3 separate regions of the Mus musculus genome follow, and regions 1 and 3 are each linked to region 2. A link is a contact called in public HiChIP or PLAC-seq and promoter capture Hi-C data. All regions are on one chromosome and are shown on one strand. Each heading gives the region's core, a stretch centred on a gene start, on an enhancer-like site or on the middle of the called end of the contact. The rest is flanking DNA. Distances are from core to core; before and after follow the strand shown. Region 1 overlaps Nlk (nemo like kinase). Region 2 overlaps Ksr1 (kinase suppressor of ras 1). Region 3 holds the start of Tmem97 (transmembrane protein 97).

Region 1 (2,700 bases), core at 144-2,643, 420 kb after region 2:
GCTAACTTCTGACCTTGAGAAGGTTACTTGATGGCACTCCTTACTGGTGGATGAATTATGTATGTCCAACATCTGGCACAGCTCCTGGTACTAAGACTTAATAAACTCTACCCTTCCTCCTCCTTGTAAGGATGATAATGATGGCTGCCACCTCATTCCTTTCCCCTTTGTGCCAGACACTGTGTGATTCTCAACACAGTTGCTTAAATCCTGGCAAGAACCTCATCATGCCTATTTTATAAGCACAGGAAAGTTACATAACTTGCCTAATGTTACCAAGCTGGTAAATGACAGAGTCAAGATTGTAACCCTGATCATTTGGGATCTGCATCACAGCACCTTCCCACCAGCTAAGTCTGTTCAGCTTCTCATTTTCAAAAATCAGTTTTGAAGCCTTTTTCCCTTCTGAAGTGTAATTATTTTGTTCTTAGTTTGTCATGTGGGTTTGCTTCATTTTTTAACAAACAGGGTATAGTTGAAAACAAGGACTGGGCTCTGGCACCAGAGGTCTGTTTCGAGCTAGTGTGACCTCTGACTCATTCGTTTACCCTTCTAGACCCACTGCGTCTCTATGGAATGATTTTGAAGATAGGGCTAACTTCTCTGAGCTAGTGGGAATAGATAAAACAAAGTAAACTGAGGTGCAAAGCAAACTGTGAAGACTGTAGCAACTGTTCTCCCTTTTGGCCAATTCCCTTGTTGTCCTTGCCGTGTCATTCTTGTATGTATACAGTGCCAGTCTCTCCTCAGTCCCTTGAATGTTTGCTGTGCATGCCTCCATCCTCTTTCTCTGTCATTGAGCTAGCATGCTCTCTACACCCACTTGGTACCCAGTCAGTATTTATCAATGCTAATGATGATGGTTAAACAAAGATGCTCTTGGCATCAGTCCTGCGCCTCTGAAACTGCTTGAGTAATCATGACTTCCTAAAAACAGAAAAGTACCCAATCATCTTACTGTTAATAGAAGGTCAGAATTTGATGTCAGCGTTTGTTTCTGTGGTGATTGTGTTGCCTGTTTTCTGCAGGATTGTCTTTGACAGTTGGGGCAGTCAGGATTTCTGGCATGAAGCTGATTATCGTGAGTTCTTAAATTACTTCCTAAAGTAGATGTAACATTCTAGGGATGGGTTAAGTAAATATTGATCATAGTTCACATTTGTTTTAATTGAAGGAAGAGGTCAAGGGAGGCTTACTTACTGTTGAGGCTCTAGATTAATTTTCTAATCTTCTCATAATCTTTTCTATCAGAGTAAATTATCCAGACCTGTTTTTACTTCTGACACCCCTCCTCCTTCCTCTCCCACTCTGGCCCACTTCATTTCCTTGTCCCCAGAAGCTTCTCTGACCCTGTTTTGTCTCTGCTGCTGTGTTGCTGTCCTAAGCAGCCTTTGTGGCATTCTGGCAGGAAGTGGTGTTTCGTCACTGTCACCCACAGCTCCGCTGCTGACACTTAGTGTGCATTATTCTGGTTTTTTGTTGTTGTTTTTTTGAGACAGGGTTTCTCTGTGTAGCCGTGGCTGTTCTGGAACTCACTTTGTAGACCAGGCTGGCCTTGAACTCAGAAATCCGCCTGCCTCTGCCTCCCAAGTGCTGGGATTAAAGGCGTGCGCCACCACCGCCAGGCTAGTATGCATTATTCTAAAGAATGTCCTGTCATTGGGGTTGAGTTTATAGCTCCATTACAGGTGATCTGTTTACATGAATTTTTAAAAAGATTTATTTATTTATTATATGTAAGTACACTGTAGCTGTCTTCAGACACCCCAGAAGAGGGCGTCAGATCTCATTATGGATGGTTGTGAGCTACCATGTGGTTTCTGGGATTTGAACTCAGGACCTTAGGAAGAGCAATCAGTGCTCTTAACCACTGAGCTTACCTGATTTTTAAAGATCATTTGTACGTAATCGTGTGCATCCTTTTGTGTCTGGAGGAGCATATGCACATGGGTACTGTTGCTTTGAGGTCAGAAGACTTGAGTGGCAGATGCCCTGCAGCTGGAGATGGAGGGGTTTTCTAAAAATGATATGTAAATGTCTCTTGCAGAGAAATAGGAGCATGTAGCACTAATACCCTATATGTGACATTTCATTTGATAGAAAGTAAAGACTGATATTTGCTTACTCCTTTTTCTCTTTCCTCCTTTCTGTTTGTTGAATCCTGGAGATTGAGCCATGGCCTTGTATGTGCTCTTCTACAGAGCTGTTCCCCCAGCTCTCTTTATTTTGAGACAGTCTCACTGAGTTATACAGTCTGGGCTTGAGCTTACTCTGCAGCACAGGAAGGCCTCAAAATTGGGGTCCTGCTGCCTCAGCCCCCTGAGTAGCTCATGACATCACTGACAAACACCTCAAGCCCAAGAAGTTAGCTGTGGTAACCATCCTTCTCTGACTCCTGCCACTGCTGGGGACAGAACCCCAGGGCCTTAACACTGTCTAAGCAAGCACTGTGTTTCTAGAGGAAATCCCCAGCCCGCCTTTATTTATTTTATCATCTAATGACTTCCAAACTTACAGGAACTTTGACTTCTCATCAAAGGCTTGGCTTAGAGTTCAAATAATCTAATTTTTTTTTTCTGTTTTCCTGCTAAGGGCCAATAACACCCCCCCCCTATTTTACTGCAGCCCAAAAATTACCCTGGAATCCATTGTCTTTTTTAAAATATTTATTTATTATATGTGAGTACACTGTGGCTGTCT
Region 2 (2,700 bases), core at 124-2,623:
GGCCACAGCCACCAGCTCCCAGGCTTCCGTGGCTTCCTCGGACATGGGGTCTCTAACTCTCACTTCTGTTTTCTTTCCTGTCGGCTTCATCACTTTTCGTTTTTGGGGGGGTGGCGGATACACTGGCCTGTCTTGTCATCTCCCCTGTTCTACCATCCTGACTCCTCCACCTGTCTGCTGGCTGCCATCACCCACCGGGCTGGACCGGATTGGACGGCTCTCTTCAACTGCTGGTGAAACGGTCTCGGGCACCCCTAGCCGCTGGCGGAGCCGCTACTACGGGAAAGGACGCTATGGTCACCCCGACTTTAAGAACTCCTGTCCAGTTCTGGAGGAATAGTGTGTTTCTGCCATTCTCTCGTTTTCTGCCTGTGTGTGGCTGTCCTACCCACCCTCCCATTCTGTCTCTGCATGCCAGCTTCTCACATTCTTGCTTTGATTTCCCATAATCCATAATGACCTCTTGCATCTGAAATGGCCACCAGACTTGTGTTTCTCACAGAGAGTTAAAGAAACGCACGGTGTGCAGCAGGGAGGGCCCCTCTCCATACCACAGGAGCTAGCTAGCATGTGGGCGAGGGGGGTTTAGCGCTCAGTGAGCCAAGCAGGTCCCCCCAAGTCCCACTATGGCTAGAGCTCAGGAGAGGAGAATCCAGTGATCCGGCTGTGGTGGTGTACGCCTATCATCCCAGCATTGAGGAGGCCGAGGCAGGGGGATTTTAAGTTTGGGTCTAGCCTAGGATACATAGTAAAATGTCAGAAGTAGAATCATCAGTGGCAGCTGGGGACGGGGATGGGCACACGCCTTTAATCCCGGCACTCGGGAGGCAGGGGCAGGTGGATCTCTATGAGTCTGAGTCTGAGGCCAGCCTGGTCTACACAGTGAGTGCCAGAAGAGACCCTGTCTCAAAAAGCAAACCAAACAAGCACAAGTGAACGGCTGGGGGTGTGACTCTGTGTAGAGCTCTTGCTTAGTATTCACAAGGCTGGGTTTGGGGTCCAGAACTACAGACATTAATAATGATAATAGTAATAATGAATGTAGAGAGAGGGAGGGAGGAGCCAAGAAAGCAGAAGTGATCATCTCTGAAGCCAGTTTGCTCGTCACAGGGAGCCCTGGGGACCTACGACTGCCCCGTGGGAACTTGGAGAAGATTCCCTGTGCTTGTCCCCAGCCATTCTGAGGGGTGGAGGTGGGGATCCTGTTCTGAGGTGGGTCCCTGGGCATCTGGCCTGGCCAGGCCCCTAAGCCCTGGCTCCTTTAGGCTCAGACTCTGATACCACTCTCTCCTCTGTCCCTAGGTTGTAGACCTGGCTGTCTTGCATGCCCCGGGGCTTCCTTCCTCCTAAACACCGACTCAGCTTCGTGACTTCTGCTAAGACTCAAAAAATGCCAGCAGGCACTAACCCAGGGGACGCCATCTCTGCTGCTCCAGACTCCTCCCTGTGCTCCATTTAACAGCTTCCCCTCCCCTCCACATGGCCTGTGGGTGCCTGACTTTCATCACTGCCAGGGGAGGATGGCACTAACAGAGTGACCCTCGAGGCGGAAGAGCAGCTTTCAGCCGCCTTCCTGGATAAGATGGTCTCTTTTCTCTTGTTCTCCCAAGAGTGGCTCTTGCTTGTGTTCCTCTGCTCCCTAGCCCTTACTAACACCTTCATGAGCCCCTGCTGAGCATGCTCAGGATGGGGAGGGGCTCGGTGACCCTGGGACATTGTTCTACAAAGGGTGTCACAGTTCGGAGCTGCCCAGAGTCAGCACTGAGGTCATGGACCCTGACTGGAGTCCTCTCTTTCTCTTGAAGACAGGACACACACACACACACACACTGATGAAAGGCATCAGTTTAAAAAGGCTGGGTCCTTAGGAGCCACACTCAAAACTGTCATAAACAACGTGATACCTGCCACCAGAGCTTAGTAATGGAGGCAAACCTGCTGCCACATCTGTTAGGAGTTCATGTCCTTCCCTGACCAGATTTCTGCAGTCAGGCTCGGGATTCTGCTCCATAGTGGCCCCAGTAGGCCCCGTGTGAGCGCTATTTCTAAAAGGAGTGTGTGGCATTGCTGGTCCTCAGGCCTGGCTCACCCAGTCCCACATCCATGTGGGGCAGCCAGGGTGGAAACTACAGCTACCGCCATGCTGGGTGCTGGGCAGTCAGGTGGACAAGCATCTGTTTTCCCCTCAGCCCTGCCAGGAAGGGAATGTAGCCGAGGCCCGGGGCTTAGGGAGGCCAGGAGCAGCTCTGCCAAGACTGTGGGCGGAGCAGTCGCCTTCACTCGGCTCCTCTGCTAAGCTTAACCAGCGACAACCTTAACTCTGGACTGGACGAGGCCAGCAGAGCCATAACCCGTGTCTCTGCTCCTCTTCACAGCATTAACAGCAGCAAAGTCATGCCCCGCTTTGAAAGGTTTGGCCTGGGGACCCTGGAGTCCGGTAATCCAAAGATGTAGCCAGCCCTGCACGTTCATGCAGAGAGTGTCTTCCTTTCGAAAACATGATCACGAAACATGCAGACCACCACCTCAAGGAATCAGAAGCATTGCATCCCAAGCTGCGGACTGGGAGCGTGTCTCCTCCCTAAAGGACGTGCGTGCGTGCGTGCGTGCGTGCGTGCGTGCGTGCGTCACCAAGGTGTGTGGAGCTCAGGATCGCAGCCATACACGCAACTCCAGATGATACCACTACCGCCAGTGTTT
Region 3 (2,700 bases), core at 88-2,587, 470 kb after region 2:
AACCCCTCTGTCTTAGTACTATGGTAGCTACCACTGGGCACACAGACTACCCTACCTAACCCTAATTTTTGCTTTCCCTTAGCTATACTTTCCTTCACTTCTCTGGGCAGAAACTTCAAACCCATTTAGACATCCCAGTCTCCTTTGCTGAAATGGGCACACTGGAGCAAGCATGGTGCCTATGACTTTAATTCCAGCACTTGGAAGGCAGAGGCAGGGTGAATCTCTGTGAGGTTCAGGCTAGCCTTGTCTACACAGCCAGTCACAGGGTTACATAGTGAGAGGCTGTCTCAAAAAGTGAATACAAAAGAAAGAGAAGGACACGTGGGGTCCATTTCTCTACCTCTTCCCGACCAGTTGTCTACACTCTGTCTCCATTTCCCTACCTCCCAATACACTGCTCTCCAGCCATAGGACTTCTCATTGGTACTGGTGGACAGCACTCAGTGTCAACCGTGACACAGCTACTCCATTCTTCCCTGTGACCATCATTCGCTTGGTCATCTCCTCCCATGACCCTTATGATTCTGTAGGATCTCTTAATGCCCTTCGCTCTCTAACCTTCAAATGCTCTCACAAATCTAAACCAAGTTCATCCAACTGCCCGCCTGCCTGCTCAAGGTCTCTTTGGTTGGTTGGTTTGGTCTGAGACAGGCTCTATGTATCCCTAGCTTGCCTGTAGACCAGGCTGGCCTAGACCTTACAGATTTCTGTCCACACCCGGCCCTTTGGGGCTCTGGTTCAAATGGTGCAAGAGATGGAAGTCGGGCCTTCTTGAGTGCTAAGTAAATGCTCTATACTTAGCAGTACCCAAGCCCTAACCCTGCTCAGTGTATACAAAGCACAAACTTAATTTCCTTTCCCTTGAACCCAAGTCCTGTGTTCCCTATTCTCATCGAATGGCAGCCCCCATCTTGTCCCAGGCCTATCAGGGTCCATCATATAAAATCATTATTTGTGGGCTGAGCAGTGATTTTGGAGCCAGCAGGAAAGTCCGGCTCGCAGCGCTCCTAAACTGCCACTGCGGGTTCTGGTTTTACTGGCCCGGGGTCCCAATACGGAACAGAACCCAGCGAATAAAACACTCGTGGCACAGGGAAGACCAGCGCACGCAGCCCGAGGCTGCACACGCGCACCCGCCGACGTGGACCGCTCAGAGCCACGCCCCCTCACGCGGTACTCCCAGCAGCCAATGGAAACAACAGGTAGGCCATCATTCAAACTATAGCCCCGCTATATGGGCGGGCCACGAGGGCCTCCACCCACTCACGAGCCGCTTCTGTTTTTCCCCTTCGACCAATAGGTACGGCCTGTGTGAGCCGGGGGCGGGACGGCACAGCTCGGGCGCGGGGCTTCTAACCACGTAGCAGGCTTCTATCACCGGCTTGCCAGTCGTAGCCCAACGGACAGGAGGGAACATGGGGGCCCTGGCAGCTAGGCGCTGTGTCGAGTGGCTCTTGGGCCTCTACTTCGTCTCGCACATCCCCATCACGCTGTTCATCGACCTGCAGGCGGTGCTGCCGCCCGAACTATACCCGCAGGAGGTGAGGCTCAGGGGTCCCCACGTGGCCGTCCTGATTTCTGTTGGCTCCGTGCCTGACTTCGGCCCCAGCCGGCTGTCCCCAGCCGTTGACCACCGCTTTGTTTTTTTCAGAGCGGAACTGAGGGTGCAACCCAATGGTAGGGCGCATGCCTAGGAGGTCCTGGGTTTGAGCCCCATGTACTCGCCAATCCTTTGCAAAACCTTTGCCTGGGTGTGTTTCGCTCCCATGGTTTTAACTACGGCAGTTGGCTGAGGGAAGTTGCCTGGGTGAACCAGTGTCTGTCACGTGTTGAATCTATTGCGTTTGGATGGACTTTAAAAGTCCAGTGTAAGCCGAGAAAGAAAAAAAAGTCCTGCGTAGTAGAATAAAATGACTGAAGGGTTAGCCCTTGGTTAGTGCTCGTGGCATTCATACACTCCTTCTGGGTCTGGATCTAGCTTGAGGAGCAGTTGAGGAAATGTCGCTTTTCCAAGTCAGTTTTGAATTGTTTGAAGATGAGCTACCGTTCCCTGCGCTTTGGAGAGCATTCTTTGACCCGATTTTAAGGTCAAGATTAAGCATGCCTCTCCAATCTACTGACGGACTTATCCACCTAAATGTTTGAAATGGCTGAAATGCTCTTTAAATGTTTCTTCTTTGCAGGGCAGTTCTTAATCTTAAATCCGTAAATTCTCAATGGTGGCTGCAAAATGACATGTGCCTTGTGTTCTCTGAGAGGACATGACACAGGAATTGTCACCTACTCAACAAAGTTAAGGAGTGACACCATCAGCAGTGTCACCCCCCACTCCCTTAAGTCTTTTTGGTTTGTTTGTGGAACCACGGGATTGCAAAGACCTTTGATCTACAGGGGAAACCCGTAGGTAGCATGTGGCAAGAGCACCGGTCTGTGGTGCTGCTTTCCCAAGGACTGGCTGCCTGTGGACATGTTGAGGGCCCTATGGATCCTACTTTTTTTTCCCCTTAAAATAATAGTTCATTTGAATCCATTGCAAGAGGACCTCAGGCCAGGCTGTAACTGACATGTAGCTACAGCTTTAGATTGTAAACTCAAAAGATTGTGGGATTGAGGCTGTGGCTCCGTAGTAAAAACATTGGCCAGCATGCACGAGGCCCTGGATTCAAATCCCAGCACCAAAACCAGTGTGTTATCAAG

Evidence for each region. Promoter capture Hi-C pulls out the DNA fragments that hold promoters and counts their contacts. HiChIP or PLAC-seq counts read pairs in DNA pulled down with a chosen protein or histone mark.
Region 1: an H3K27ac HiChIP or PLAC-seq map of microglia shows a contact between it and region 2, with 5 times the contacts expected there. The contact joins two enhancer-like sites. A contact is called at or near these places in 2 of 484 Hi-C or Micro-C datasets (embryonic stem cells and pro-B cells) and 2 of 115 datasets of contacts at active chromatin or transcription factors (double positive thymocytes and microglia).
Region 3: a promoter capture Hi-C map of pre-B cells shows a contact between it and region 2, with 2.6 times the contacts expected there. The contact joins the promoter of Tmem97 here to the enhancer-like site in region 2. A contact is called at or near these places in 5 of 39 promoter capture datasets (the 3T3-L1 cell line, embryonic stem cells, hippocampal neurons and 2 more), 2 of 484 Hi-C or Micro-C datasets (both in cortical neurons), 6 of 115 datasets of contacts at active chromatin or transcription factors (bone marrow-derived macrophages, effector CD8 T cells, embryonic basal ganglia and 2 more) and 1 of 9 other capture datasets (embryonic stem cells).

What each region holds. Positions count from the first base shown.
Region 1 is chr11:78,598,939-78,601,638 of GRCm38.p6, reverse strand. The region is part of intron 3 of Nlk (nemo like kinase); the gene reads left to right. Among named protein-coding and RNA genes, the nearest start is that of Tmem97, 50 kb to the right of the region's middle. Within about 2 kb of position 1,393, at least 86 of the 459 cell types and tissues checked have an H3K27ac peak or open chromatin away from gene starts, as enhancers often do. A contact at or near this core is called in microglia, where this site is marked.
Region 2 is chr11:79,015,939-79,018,638 of GRCm38.p6, reverse strand. Ksr1 (kinase suppressor of ras 1) reads left to right here. Exons shown (of 19, transcript NM_013571.3): 19 at 2,376-2,700. The coding sequence ends at 2,454. Among named protein-coding and RNA genes, the nearest start is that of Gm11201, 6.3 kb to the left of the region's middle. Within about 2 kb of position 1,373, at least 54 of the 459 cell types and tissues checked have an H3K27ac peak or open chromatin away from gene starts, as enhancers often do. A contact at or near this core is called in microglia and pre-B cells, where this site is marked.
Region 3 is chr11:78,549,372-78,552,071 of GRCm38.p6, reverse strand. It overlaps Tmem97 (transmembrane protein 97), which reads left to right and starts at 1,337. Exons shown (of 3, transcript NM_133706.2): 1 at 1,337-1,544. The coding sequence starts at 1,419.